2 separate regions of the Sus scrofa genome follow, and region 2 is linked to region 1. The links are chromatin contacts, called in public Hi-C maps. All regions are on one chromosome and are shown on one strand. The core of a region is the stretch at or near the end of the contact, and the rest is flanking DNA. Distances in the headings are between cores, read along the strand shown.

What was found. A called contact is a pair of places that touch in the nucleus more often than the background predicts.
Region 2: a Hi-C map of embryonic fibroblasts shows a contact between it and region 1, with 6 times the contacts expected there. The contact joins the promoter of ZBTB10 here to the enhancer-like site in region 1. A contact is called at or near these places in 1 of 5 promoter capture datasets (liver), 17 of 47 Hi-C or Micro-C datasets (alveolar macrophages, embryonic fibroblasts, epiblast stem cells and 7 more) and 1 of 2 datasets of contacts at active chromatin or transcription factors (skeletal muscle).

What each region holds. Positions count from the first base shown.
Region 1 is chr4:56,068,642-56,074,892 of Sscrofa11.1, forward strand. No RefSeq gene overlaps it. Among named protein-coding and RNA genes, the nearest start is that of ZBTB10, 100 kb to the right of the region's middle. Within about 2 kb of position 3,455, at least 54 of the 83 cell types and tissues checked have an H3K27ac peak or open chromatin away from gene starts, as enhancers often do. A contact at or near this core is called in embryonic fibroblasts, fetal liver, liver and 1 more, where this site is marked.
Region 2 is chr4:56,171,880-56,178,130 of Sscrofa11.1, forward strand. It overlaps ZBTB10 (zinc finger and BTB domain-containing protein 10), which reads right to left and starts at 2,458. Exons shown (of 6, transcript XM_005663005.3): 1 at 1,404-2,458. The coding sequence starts at 2,381. It overlaps LOC110260268 (a long non-coding RNA gene), which reads left to right and starts at 3,156. Exons shown (of 2, transcript XR_002343237.1): 1 at 3,156-3,747; 2 at 4,133-5,354.

The sequences.
Region 1 (6,251 bases), core at 2,205-4,704:
CAGTGATCGAACCTGCGTCCTCATGGATACTAGTTAGATGCGTTTCTGCTGAGCCATGACAGGGGAACTCCCATGGCCCCAATTCTTTACCCTCCCTCTATTCATTCCCTTTGTCAAGTTTCCTGCAGTAAGCTGGCCTTTTTCCCTGCTCCTTGATTTTGAGTCTGGCCATGTGACCTGATCTGCCCAACAGAATGAGGTAGAAGTGACGGTGTGCCAGCTCCTGACTCCAGAGACATAGACCTCAAGAGCCCTTCATGACTCCAATGCCCTTTTTGCTCCTGTGTCGTTGCCATGGGGAGAAGCCCAAGCTAGTCTGCTGGTCCCAGGAGAAGCATAAAAGCTGTGGGGCCAAGCTGTTCCAGCTAAGCTTTCTCTTCCAAACTCAGTCTAAAGCAGAACCCAGGAGACCCTTAGATGCATGTATAAAAGCCGATTGGACATGAACAGAGCCACCCAATATGCCCAGGCTAGAGGAGCTGACCTCCTGCCAACCCACAGATGCATGAGCTATGATAATAAATGATTGCTGCTTTGGTGTTGAGTTTTGGGGTTGTTTTTTATACCTCAATAACTAATCAATACAAGCACTAAAGAGAAGGAGTTCCCTGGTGGCTCAGAGGGTTAAGAATCCAGCATCTACTGCAGTGATGAAAGTTCTGTCCCTGACTTGGAAACTTCTGCACACTGTGGGTACAGCCAAAAAAAAAAAAAAAAAAGTTCTAAAGAATAAAGCCATATAGAGATAAGGGCATATGTGTATGGTAGTGATGGGGGTGTTAATTTCAAATAATTTGCTTGTATACAATTTTTTTAAAGATAACACGTAATTAGTAATTCTAAAAAACACTCTCTTTCCAAGAATTGAGAGGTCATGTTCATCCTTATTACATATTTGGCACTCTCCTCCTTCCCACGTGGGCCCAAGCCAATGGGAGGCAGAACAAAATTGCTACCTTGTCTGGTATGAGAAGCAGAGCAGAAATTAACAGCATTTCCAGTTCGAATCCAGTTGTACATTCTTGTTCTTTCTTTGAACGTGTGAACTCGTATTCTTTTTATGTGGCATCCTGTGGTTTGCTATAGCTCTATTAAAATCTTCCCCAGAAGCAAGCTCTCCTAATTTTGCACAGTCACTTCAGGTTTAAAGGCAGAGGTTTTAGCCAATAAAGGTCTTCTATTGGCAATTTTAGCTGAAAGAACTCTTCCACCACACTCCCCAAAGTGAGGAGACCACGTTTCTAGCATTCTCTTCAATGGTTATGAAAGTTACCAGTATGGCTGTACTGTGGAAATCAGTCTTTCCAAGTGAGCCACCCTGCCTTCTAGCAAGGGAGTCATTTTGTCCTCCTGCCTGAAAATGGGACCAGGGTGTTCCAGCTCAGCTTTGATTTCCCCTTTCATACAAATTCTAATCATGCCCTTTCTATCTCATCACAAAACGAGTTCTCTGATAGAAACCAAGTCACAAGTTTCTGTTCAGGGTTTGGGAAGATTCTAGTGGTTAGAACTGGCTGCAATACAGACTCTAGCTAAAGCTGATGAAGGTGTTAAGGCAAAGGGAAAAAAATTCTTCTCAATTCCTTGTCTTCTAGGGAGTTACCTGTTGGTGGCTCCAGCAGACTGGTGGAAAGCTTTGAAAACATCTTAATTGAGGTACTTTTTTTTTTTTTTTTTTTTTTTTTTTTTTTGTGGCCACCCTTAGGCATATGGACTTCCTGGGCCAGGGATCAGATCCAAGCCACAGTTTCGACCTATTATGCCAGCTGTGGGATCCTTAACCCACAGTGCCAGGCCAGGGATGGAACCTAAACCCGAGTCCCAGAACTCCAGAGATGCCGCAGATCCCGTTCAGCCACAGAGGGAACTCTGATTAAGGTATCTTTCAAATCTACTCTCTTCAGGTTTCCCTTTTCTTTGTCTTTTATAGATGTGAACAGTTGAAATCATATTCCAAGATCTGTATGGTCTAAATCCCTTAACCTCGCTGAGATTCCAATTCCTCACTGGTAAAGTAAAAATTGAAGTTCCTCCCTGTTCTAACAGTCTATCATTTAAGTACACTTTTAAGCTACTGATTCCAACCTAATGATAACTTTCAGCCTGCTGCAGACTCTAGCACCCACCAGGCACAAACCAGCTGAGTTAAAGCAGTTGAGTAAAATAAATTAGATTTGATTTTTCATCTGCAATTTTTTTTTAAGTCCTAGCCATTCTCATACCGGTTTATATTTAGCCTTACAACTTCGACAATGACCAACATTTAAATAGTAAGAATTTCAAAATCCTCCTCAGATCTGAACTATTTGGCTTTTAAGATTTCTGGACCAAAGGATAAGCAGGAAGTAAGGGAGCATCAGAAGTGTTCAGCAAGATTTTTCCATCCTATGAACTTAGGCTGTGCCCAGGCTGATAAAATTTCCTCTGTGAACTCTGAGTTTCTCCAAGCCAGACCTAAGAGCTACCGGTTCCCAATCAATTGCTATTCACGCTCACACATCTGCACACATAAAGCCAATTTAAACATCACGCTGTGGGGTCCTGACAAGATGACAGAACCACCAGCTGTCGGGGCACTGCACTGAATTGGGGACACAAACCCCATTTTCCAATGTAAATTGGCCTGGATGCTGCTTCGGCCCCCAACAAAAGGGGACAGTCCTGTTAAATGGGGCCATCTGGCTGTCCCCCGGCCCCAGTGACACCTCCAGGAAGGGAGTGGGAATGGGGAGAGCGAGAGTGATCATCGAAGGGCCACTAGGTAGCTCGGTAGAGAGCAGCTGTCAGCCCGACCCCAGGGGTCCAGTCCACAGAGGTTGGGGGCCCAGCAGATTCGCGGTGGTCTTAAACCTCCCGGACTCCGGCGCCTGAAAGGTCTCAGCGCGCACTCCCGAGATGGGGGAGGGCGCGCTTTGTTCCCGGGCCCCAAGGGGGCGAGGCTCGAGAGCCTTGGGCAGAGTCACTGCACGGTCCCTGGGGCCCCAGGGCAGGTCCCGGCGGGCGGCAAGCCGCCGCGGCCGCCTCCATAGCAACCGCGTGGGAGCTCTGCTAACCAGCAGGAGGAGCAAAGGAGGGGAGCACGAGAGAGGGGTAAGGGAGAGGCGGGAGGAGGGGTTCAAGGGAGGAACCCGGGAGGAAGGAGGGAGGGGAGCTAGGAGAAAGGACGAGAGGGGGAACGGTGGAGGAGGAGGGAAGGGAGCAGAAGAGAAGGGTGAAGGAGAGGGGCAAGGATCTTGGGGACCAAGGAAGGAGGAAAGGAGGGGAACGGGAGCGAGGAGGAGGTGAGCTGGGAGAGGAGGCGCAGGGGAGGAAAGAATGAAGGGAGCTGGAGCGTGAGTGGGGGGCAGGGAGATGGAGTGCAAGGGAGGAGGGGGAACCGAAGAAGCCCGGAGCAGCAGAGAAGGGGAGGGGAGAAATCTGGGAGGGGGAAGATGGGAGGTGGCGGGGGTGGATCGGAGCCGGGGAAGGAAAGAGCTGACCGGGAGCAGGGGAGGAGGGCGCGGCCCTGGCCGCCCAGCCCAGCCCTCCAGGGCACGGTGCCCGGGGGAACTCGGCAGCCAAATTCCAGCCCCCAAGCCTCCAGGAAGGAGGAGGGGCGGGAGCCGGCGGCGGGGCGGGGGGGGACAGCGCCTGGCGGGCCGGGGGCCGAGCGCGGGGAGGAGCCCCCAGAGCTGCGGAAGGCGGGGGTCGCCGCCGCCCACCCCAGCCCAGGAGAGCGTCCCGGGAGCGGCCGAGACGACCCCTCTCAAGCTGCGCCGACCTTCCCTGTCCCGAGAGCTCCCAGCCCCAGAGCAGTCCGCAGTCCTCCCGGGAAGTGCAAACCCTCCTTCCCCAGGGCTGCAAGCCTGGCTTCGAAGTCGACGCGCTCTTCCGAAAAAGAGAATTCTTGGCTAAGACTCGCTCTCGCCCAGTGTTTTTAGCCTGGGAATATTTTCTAGTACAAAACTATTAGAAAGGTGATGTGGGGCTTTGTTTTGAGTAGACTTCCTTCCGCCCCGCCTCCACCCCATCTCCCCCACCCCCCAAAAAACGAGAGGCCTCTTAGAGAGAAAGTCTTGCCAGTTTTAAGCTTGGAAATTGACAATCTGGATGGAATTCTGACATCCGGCTGGAAAATTTTGGGAAAAGCAAGTCACAAACACACCATTCTTAGGTACTATCTGCTGAGCTGCAGCTTGCATAAGACATTTCTCAAAGCTGGTGGAGTGGATTCGATCCTTGCTAAGAGTTGACCACAAAAATGGACTACCATTATGCACTGAAGAGCAATTTTTTGAATAGCCCTCGGGCCATTAAATGTGTGAAAAAAGAAAAAAAATTAGAGTTAGCATTCAGAAGAAAATCAATAGATATAAGTGCTATATATTTTGTTTTGGATCCATTATACAAAGTAAAGGAAAGAAAAATAAACTTTGGGGCGTTCTCAGCTAACATGGCCTATGGGAAAATGAAAATAAACCTAATTGAAAAAACAGTGCTCACCATAAATAGGTTTAGCTTGCAGGCAGGGAACAAAATTCACCAATCAAATGTAAGATTGTCCCTGTTTCATAAAGCAAAGGTCAAAGAATCCTCTCAAGCCTTAAAGAACACTTTCTGTGTAGATAACCAGGGCTTTGGTTTTGTTGTTTGTGCTGAAAACCCTAATCTGTAACTCCTGTTTTCAGGTATTACTCAAAGGAATATTTTTGGTTTCTTCTGCCCACGTATTCCCAAATTAGGTACCAAACTAAAAGAAACAGGGAAACTTGTAGATTGGTAATCGTGCGATATTCCATCTGGTTTCAACTCTATCTTTGACCAAAAGGAAAAGATGAAAATGTAGGCAAACATCCAACTCTATCTATACAACTCTAAATGCTCACTTATTTTGACTAGAATGAATAGCGTCTTTGCTTCCCAACTAGTTGGTATGTAACATCTTATGCGGGCTACTGTGTTCTAGGAATTTATGGATATTAGCATTTTATTTAATCTTCTTAAAGGTAGCAAGTGAATATTAATATTATGCCACTTTATGGATGAACAGGCTTAGAGAGGGCAGAAAACATGCCCAGATTCTGTCTCCTGCAGTCAGAAGGGCTGGGATGAAGACTCCAAACCAGCCATCACTGAGCAGTTTGTTTGCTCCCTGACCACTCACTCTGCAAGGGTGAGACTTCCCTTGAATCTCATCTAGGATAATCCTCAATGTAAATCTGGATTGTATTTATGTATAGATGAACTGAACTTCTCAATTTCATCCAATTTCGCTAGCATTAGATAGACATCTAAATTGATGAATCATTATTTTCTTTTTGTTTTTGTGGGCTTTTTTTTTTTTTTTTTTTTGCTTTTTTTGCTTTTTAAGGCCACACCCATGGCATATGGAGGTTCCCAGGCTAGGGGTCCTTTCGGAGCTATAGCTGCTGGCCACAGCCACATCAGATCCAAGCCTCATCTGTGACCTACACCACAGCTCACAGCAACACCAGATCCTTAACCTACTGAACGAGGCCAGGGATTGAACCCACCACCTCATGGTTCCCAGTAGGATTCATTTCCACTGAGCTACGATGGGAACTCCCTATTTTCTTCTTTTTTAAAGTCATTTTCTTATTTTGTTTGTCCTCTGATAATGTTATCAACTTTAGAAATAGAGAAAGCAGCAATCTGCCAGACCCGAATCTACTAAGCACCAATTGTTAATGGCGCTTCACATGAGCCCTTAGAATTATCGCAATATTTGAAAAGATATATAGTCTGAGTTCAATGATAAACATTATTTTTTAACCTATTTATATCCTGTTGCTTATACTTTTTAAAAAAGTAAGTTAGATGTTCTTTATTCAGGAGAAAACGATCCATGGACTGGGGAGTACTGTGTCCCACAAGCAGCAAAATGCTGCTCTCTAGGGGTCTGAGACAAGAGGGAGTTTTATAGAGAATTAGGAGAGGCAACGTGGAAACAGGGCATGGTTAGCTAGGCTAGGGATTTACTTATAAAGCCAGGAAGTTCTGTTTCCTGGGGTAAGGTGAGCTAGCTAAATTTGAGTTGGAGGATTATGATTACTATATATTAGATTTCCTTAACAAGGGGCTCCCATAAATGCAGGCTGACAGGTTTAGATTTGTGACCTAGGCTGGGCCATGGGGGTGGCCTCCATTTGTAGGTGTCGATATTCAAATTAACTTTATTAATTCCGGAGTTCCCGTCGTGGCGCAGTGGTTAACGAATCCGACTAGGAACCATGAGGTTGCGGGTTCGGTCC
Region 2 (6,251 bases), core at 1,208-3,707, 100 kb after region 1:
AAGCTCACAAAGCTAGTAATTGCAGAACGCTGAGATCTGAACCTAGATTTACTCAAACCCCTTTTTCCCCCATTGCAACATTCCTTATAGACTCTAGTCTCATTTATCACCACGAACTGTTAAGACTGGGGACAATTTACTTAACCTTTCTGTGCCTTGTATCTTTAAGTGACCTTCCTTCTAGGGCTTAGGCAACTAAAACTTGTGCAAAAACTGTTGCTACTGCCTCCTGAGAAAAATAACCTTACGTTTTAAAGTTAAAGCCTCAACTTCTGAGAAACTTCTGTGCTACTAATTAACTCCAGTATAAATGTTCTGAATAGCAAAACCACTCCAATAAACACAAAAAGGGACTAGTATCTGAAAGGTGACTTTGTAAAACCCAAGATTGGGTAGCAATACAAAAGAATGAATCCCATCCACCACCACAGGTTGTCTCAAGTCTTAGAAGAACAGATCAACATCTGTTTGGCTTGAAAGGGGATTATCAAAATGTTAAGACTTATACTAGAAATATTAAAACAAGAGCTAAAAAGAGCTGAAGTATAGCTTACTTGTTCTATAACTAAGAGCACATGATTTCAAGGAGTTTGGTAAATATATTCTCTACCAAATCAACTACTTGGCACAAATAACTTTAAACATTTCTAGTACGCTAAGTAAACTACATTTATAAGAAACGTTTTAGAAGGAAGGATTATAGAAAATATCAGCACAGAAATCTAAGAAAACAAGTAAAAACTACCATAAGCATGCCTTTGCTAAAAAAAGTTCAACAAGAAGTTTAATGGAGATGAAATTAGTAAAATTATTCACAAAAAAGGAGTCTTAGCTGAATAGCTTCCTCTGCATTCACAGACTGCTCTCATATTTCATATTACCCTGACATATAAAGAATTTTCTCGGTTGGATGTTCTCCTAAAAGGGGTAGCGTCAGAGGTTAAGGATATTGTTTAATTCATCCTTCAAAGAGTTACCACATTTGACTTCCACCAGCACTCTGAAAGACTGCGAACATGAAGCAGCTTTTCTAAAATCACAGCTAATAACATTTTGACCACAAAGTCAACCTTACAGGGTTAAAACCATCAACCTCGCTTTATTAAACTTTCCTTTTGATTCAATCTGATGGGCAAAGGAATCTGAGTCTTAAAAAAAGTTACAACAAATTCAGCGCTGCGATTAGAAAAAAATTGTCATCCCCTCCCCCTCCCTCCCCCATAACTTTCGAAAACTTGTTCCCAGGCTTTCAAAACCCCCACCCGTAAGATTCCTACACCTCTCTCCCAACAGGAAAGACGCCTTCACTCAGGAAAGCGGTTTCGAGGTTTTTGGTTTTTTTTAGTTGATAACCCCCCCCATACCACCCCAAACTGAAAAAGTAGCAGCAGTGTATACCGTACCTGGGCGTTGGCTTCGTGGAGTTTGTGCTCGGTAGAGACGTGGTGCCTCAGAAGGAGGGTTTTCTTGTAGTTGCGGGTCCCTCGCGAAAGCTCGTCGTGCCCCATTTGAGGCAGGTCCCCGCTCGCCCCGTCCTCGGGGGTCTTTTGGCACCAGCCGCAAGACATAAGGCCAGTATCCTTGGAATAGCGCAGCCAGGGAAAATCTTTGAGCCAGGCGGTCTGGAAGGAGCACTGGAGCTTCTGCATTAGAGACTTGGGCCGCGCGAGCGGGAAGTGCTGGACCGTCTCTCCTTCGCCAGCTCCCACACCGCTGCCCTCCGCTTCGTCCCCGCCATCGCCGCCCGACCGCCTGCTGCTGCTGCAGCTGCCGCCTTCCGCCCCGCTGCCGTCGCCCAGGCTCGCCCCCTCCTCTTCGTCCTCGGTGCTGTCGCTCAGGGACGCGCCGTCCGGCATCAACTCTTTCCCCTCCAGCGCGTCCAGCTCCAGCTCCACGGCCGCCGGCCCTCGCCCATTGAAATGCCTCAGGGGCCACGCCGAGGTCTCGGGGCGGCCGCGGCTACTGCCATTGTTGCCGAGCCCCCCGCCGCCGCCGCCGCCGCGGAAGGCCAGAGTCCGACGGTTCCTTTCCGCTAGCAGGGGGCCCCCCGCGCCGCCGCCGCCCAGCGAAGTGGGGCCGCCCGCGTCTTGGGGGAGCAGCAACTCCTTGGTCTCCTCGGAGGCGGCGGCGGCCGCCCCAGCGGAGGCCTCCAGGTCTTGGGGCTCCAGGCCCTCCAATTCCACTTCCTCGTCGGCCCCCCGCCCATTGAGCTGCTGCGGCGCTGGCGGCTGGGGCTGTCTGGGCTGGGGCTGCTGGGGCCAAGCCGAGGCCTCCCCGCCAACGTTATTGTTCACGGAGCCGCCGCCGCCGCCACCGCTGGCGGTGACCAACCCGCCTCCTCGGAACGCCAGCGTCCTGCGGTTCATTTCACTGAACGACATGGCGCGCGCCGCCGCCGCCGCCCGGTGCCCCGGCTCGCGCCCGGCCTCGGGCCGCGTCCCGCGCGCTCCCCGCCGCTCCCCCTCCGCTTCGCCCCCGCCCCCACCCCGGGCGTTCCGGTCTCGCGGGGCTCGGCCTCGCCCTCCCGCCCGGCCGCCCGGCTCGCGCTCGTTCCCGGGGCTGCCTCACGCGTCCGTCGCCGCCGCCGGCCGCCGGGCCGCCGCCTCCAGCCGCCTCCTCGTCCTCCACCCCCGCCCCGCTGCGCTCCAGGCAGCGTCCCGCGCGGAGAAGGGGGCGGGCGGCGGAGAGGTGAGCAGCGAGCCCGGGCGCGTGGGGCCTTCGAAGTTGAGAGGCGGAGTGCGGGGAGACCCTCCGCTGCCCCCTCTTTAAAGCCGCGCGCACACACCGACCCTGCAAACAGATATCCTTCCTCCGGCGCGCCGAGGAGTCCCGACGCCGCCGCCGCCGCCGGCTTCCGAGGCGGTGAGGGCGACAGGCACGTTAAACTGCCGGGCTCCGCCACATAACGAACCGACAATAAAGCCGGCGGAGCGTTTCCGTCCGACCAGGCCCTGGCGGAGGTCGAATGGCAAATGAACAACGGACCGTGCGCCCACAATGCACCGGGGTAGCAGTAACCGCTGGAGGGGGAAAGGGTGGGGGCCGGGCTGGGGGAGGGGGGCTGGGCTTGGGGCTGGGCTGGGGTGGGGTGGGGGCGCCAGGGGACCGGGAAAGGGGCCGGGCCGCGCCTCCGGCCTGGGGGCGGGGGTGCGGCCGCGGGGAAGGAAGTCGGCCGAGGGGCGGGGGACAAAAGGCCGGGCGGCGGGCTGGGGGTCTCGGGGAGGGGGCGGGCGTGTGCGGCCGGGGCCGGGCTCCGCGGAGGACAAACAGCTGGCGAGTGTCAGGGTCTGGCCGCCTCCCCGCTGCCCGCACGCACCTACCCGCGCCCAGGAGGCACATTTTCCTTCTCTCGCCACGAGTTCACCTGGGACTTTGGAAATAAACTGTGCGGTGGGAGCCGCGCTCCAGCCGTGTCATTTGCTGGGGGTGGGCGGCGGTGCCCGAGGAAGTGAACTTATTTTGTTCCTTCACAAAGACTGGACCAGGCGGTGCCTTTCACGCGAGGAGATTGCAACCACGGACACCTCCTTGTCTGGTGCATTGTGTGCGCGAGGCAGCACCTCAGGCCCAGGGCAATAATCATTTCACAGAAAATGCACCGCCCCGAGTGTCTTATTGCTGTGATGAAATGGAAATTTAAATAAAAGGTCGAACACGTGCGTTCAGTGGGAAGTATTGACATGGGTGTTACATCACCGGCAGCCAATCAGATAACCCCAGTCGTGTTTATACTTCTACAACCACCTTGTGAGTATTACAGTATGTCATAACGTTATAAATATTAGGCAGGGTTTTCCCCAGGAGTGGGGAGGAGTCTGCTTATACTGACGCCGTGTGCGACTCCGAAGAAGAACGTGTGTATGACAGGAATTGCTTTTTAGGACTTGTTTTTTAACTGTTTACACTGCATATGGAATTTAGAATGATTAGAAGAACAGATTGAGCGGGAAATGAAAGTCATAGTAATAATCATAGTCAAGTTTTTCAGGGAAAGATTTTCCAACTTAGAGCCCTTATACCCCTATTTGTAAAATTTCGAATAAGCTAAATCTAGCCAATTTTAAAGTGTTTAGACTCTACTATTTTGAAATGTGAAATAAATCTTTATTATTTTTATTCAACTGTATTTCAGGTAAAAAAGATATTCTCAAGCAATGGAGGAGCTTTTTACTCTTCTAAGAAATGTCTTAAAGGACTACATCTAGTCACAGTGGAGCATGATGGAGGATAATGTGAGAAGAAGAATGTATATAAGTATGTGTGACTGGGTTACTTTGCTGTACAGTAGAAAATTGACAGAACACTGTAAACCAGCTATAATGGAAAAAATAAAAATAACTTAAAAGACAAAGTATTGAGAGTTTAATCACAAACTAATATAAAATATGTTCAAGATAATTATCAAGAGTGGAAAAATGATATATGTTACTATCAGAGGTATGTATTATGTGCATAGGAAAAAATGAGAAATACAAACTACAATTGTAGATTATCTAGTGTTAGAGGCTTTAATTTTCTATCATATATTAATGGGAAGTTATATATGTTTAATAAAAAGCATGTGTTACGATTTTTAGGCTTTCTAATTTTATGATTGTACTCTTCAGAAATTCCTATTTTTAAAATAGACAGTATTTAAAGCTCTAAATATATCATGTGGAGTATGGAATGAGATATGTTTTTCAAAATTAACTTAAAGAAAGGATTTTCCCAGACATATTATAAAATATCATTTGTCTTCATATTTTTAAATGGACCAAACATATGCATGCAACGTCCAGGCATATATATTATTGAGTGTATAGATTTGTTCAAAGCAGTTTTCGCTTAATTCACTGTAATGTTAGTATCTGTAGAAATGAGCAGTGTTGTATATCAAACAAAAAATACTTCTTCTACCTTAGAGATGAAATGTAATTTTAATGTAAAGAATGATGGTACTAACCTGCCACAAAAAGATTTTGACTTGGAGGTTTTTTTAAAAAAATAATGATCACATTGCCATCTGGCCACCAGTGATCAACAGCTTGAAATTTCAATAAGAATTTTGTGAAAAGAAAAAAAAAAAAGCTTGAAATTCCGATATAGGTCCTCAGATTTGGTACAGTTTGTGGATTTTAAACAGTTTTGTCCTGCTTTGTTTTAGTTGTTGGAAAGTTTAGGACAGTAGAATCTATGACGTTGAACTAATTTGTACCTTGGAGAAATGAGAGGATTCTGCTTGCTTGACTGTATGTATCATGTGCTTCTATGTAATATATGGAAGAATGTTATAACAATACTGTGCCTTGTTCTTAATTCATTTTTTAAAAATTCCAAGCACTTTGCAAGTAAATATATTATGTATTCAATTTTAACCACCACTACCGTCTCCATAAAAAGAGGGAAGTTACTGAAGTTATTGCTTATCTAGGATTAAGGTGATGGGAAATAAAGTGTAGTTAAGCATTTTTTATTTCAACTTTAAAAGTTATTTCCATTCCCAAACTGTTATGCTTTTGCTTCTTTCATCTTACATGCCTAATACATAACAGGCAACACATAAGCTTATGCTAGTATTATTTTTACTGATTCTGATAGCACAAGAATCACCAAAAATACTTGGATCCACGAAGCTGTTGTGTCAGAACTTTTTTTTTTCTCTGACATATATCTTACCTAACATTTGTAAAGTCCACATTGTCTTCTGTCTGGAATTATGTGTAAACATGGACTAATCAGGAATGAACAACACTTGATTCACATAGTTAGGGCCACTGATCTCCTAACAGCCCAACAGTGCGAGTGTTTGTATTTCTATTTTTATCATTATGTATGTATAGATATGTATTTAGTTGCCTTCTTCTAAACCCCGAAGGAAGATGGAATCAGAAACAAATTTCAAGAGGATAGTAATCACAAATGTCTCAGAATGCCCTGTACAAGGGAACTTTGAGTAGCAGAAGGGGATCTCCTATTCTGTAAATGGAGTTTTTAAGAATTCCCCCACCCCTTCCAGTCTCCTACCAGCAAGCAGGGATCTGTTCTACCCTCTAACCCCTATATTTACTGTTGGGGTTCTACCATATTTCAGGGGATTCCCCCTTATGCTTACCAGGGGAACCCCTCAAGAATGGGGCATCCCCAACCAGTTTGTCCCCTAATTTCACTTTAGCCTATGTAAAACTGCTGCAGGTTACCTTGATAACTCTTACACTGTGAAGAGGCTAAGCTCCTATACCTGGTTCAGCTGATGGTCAAACTTGACTGTC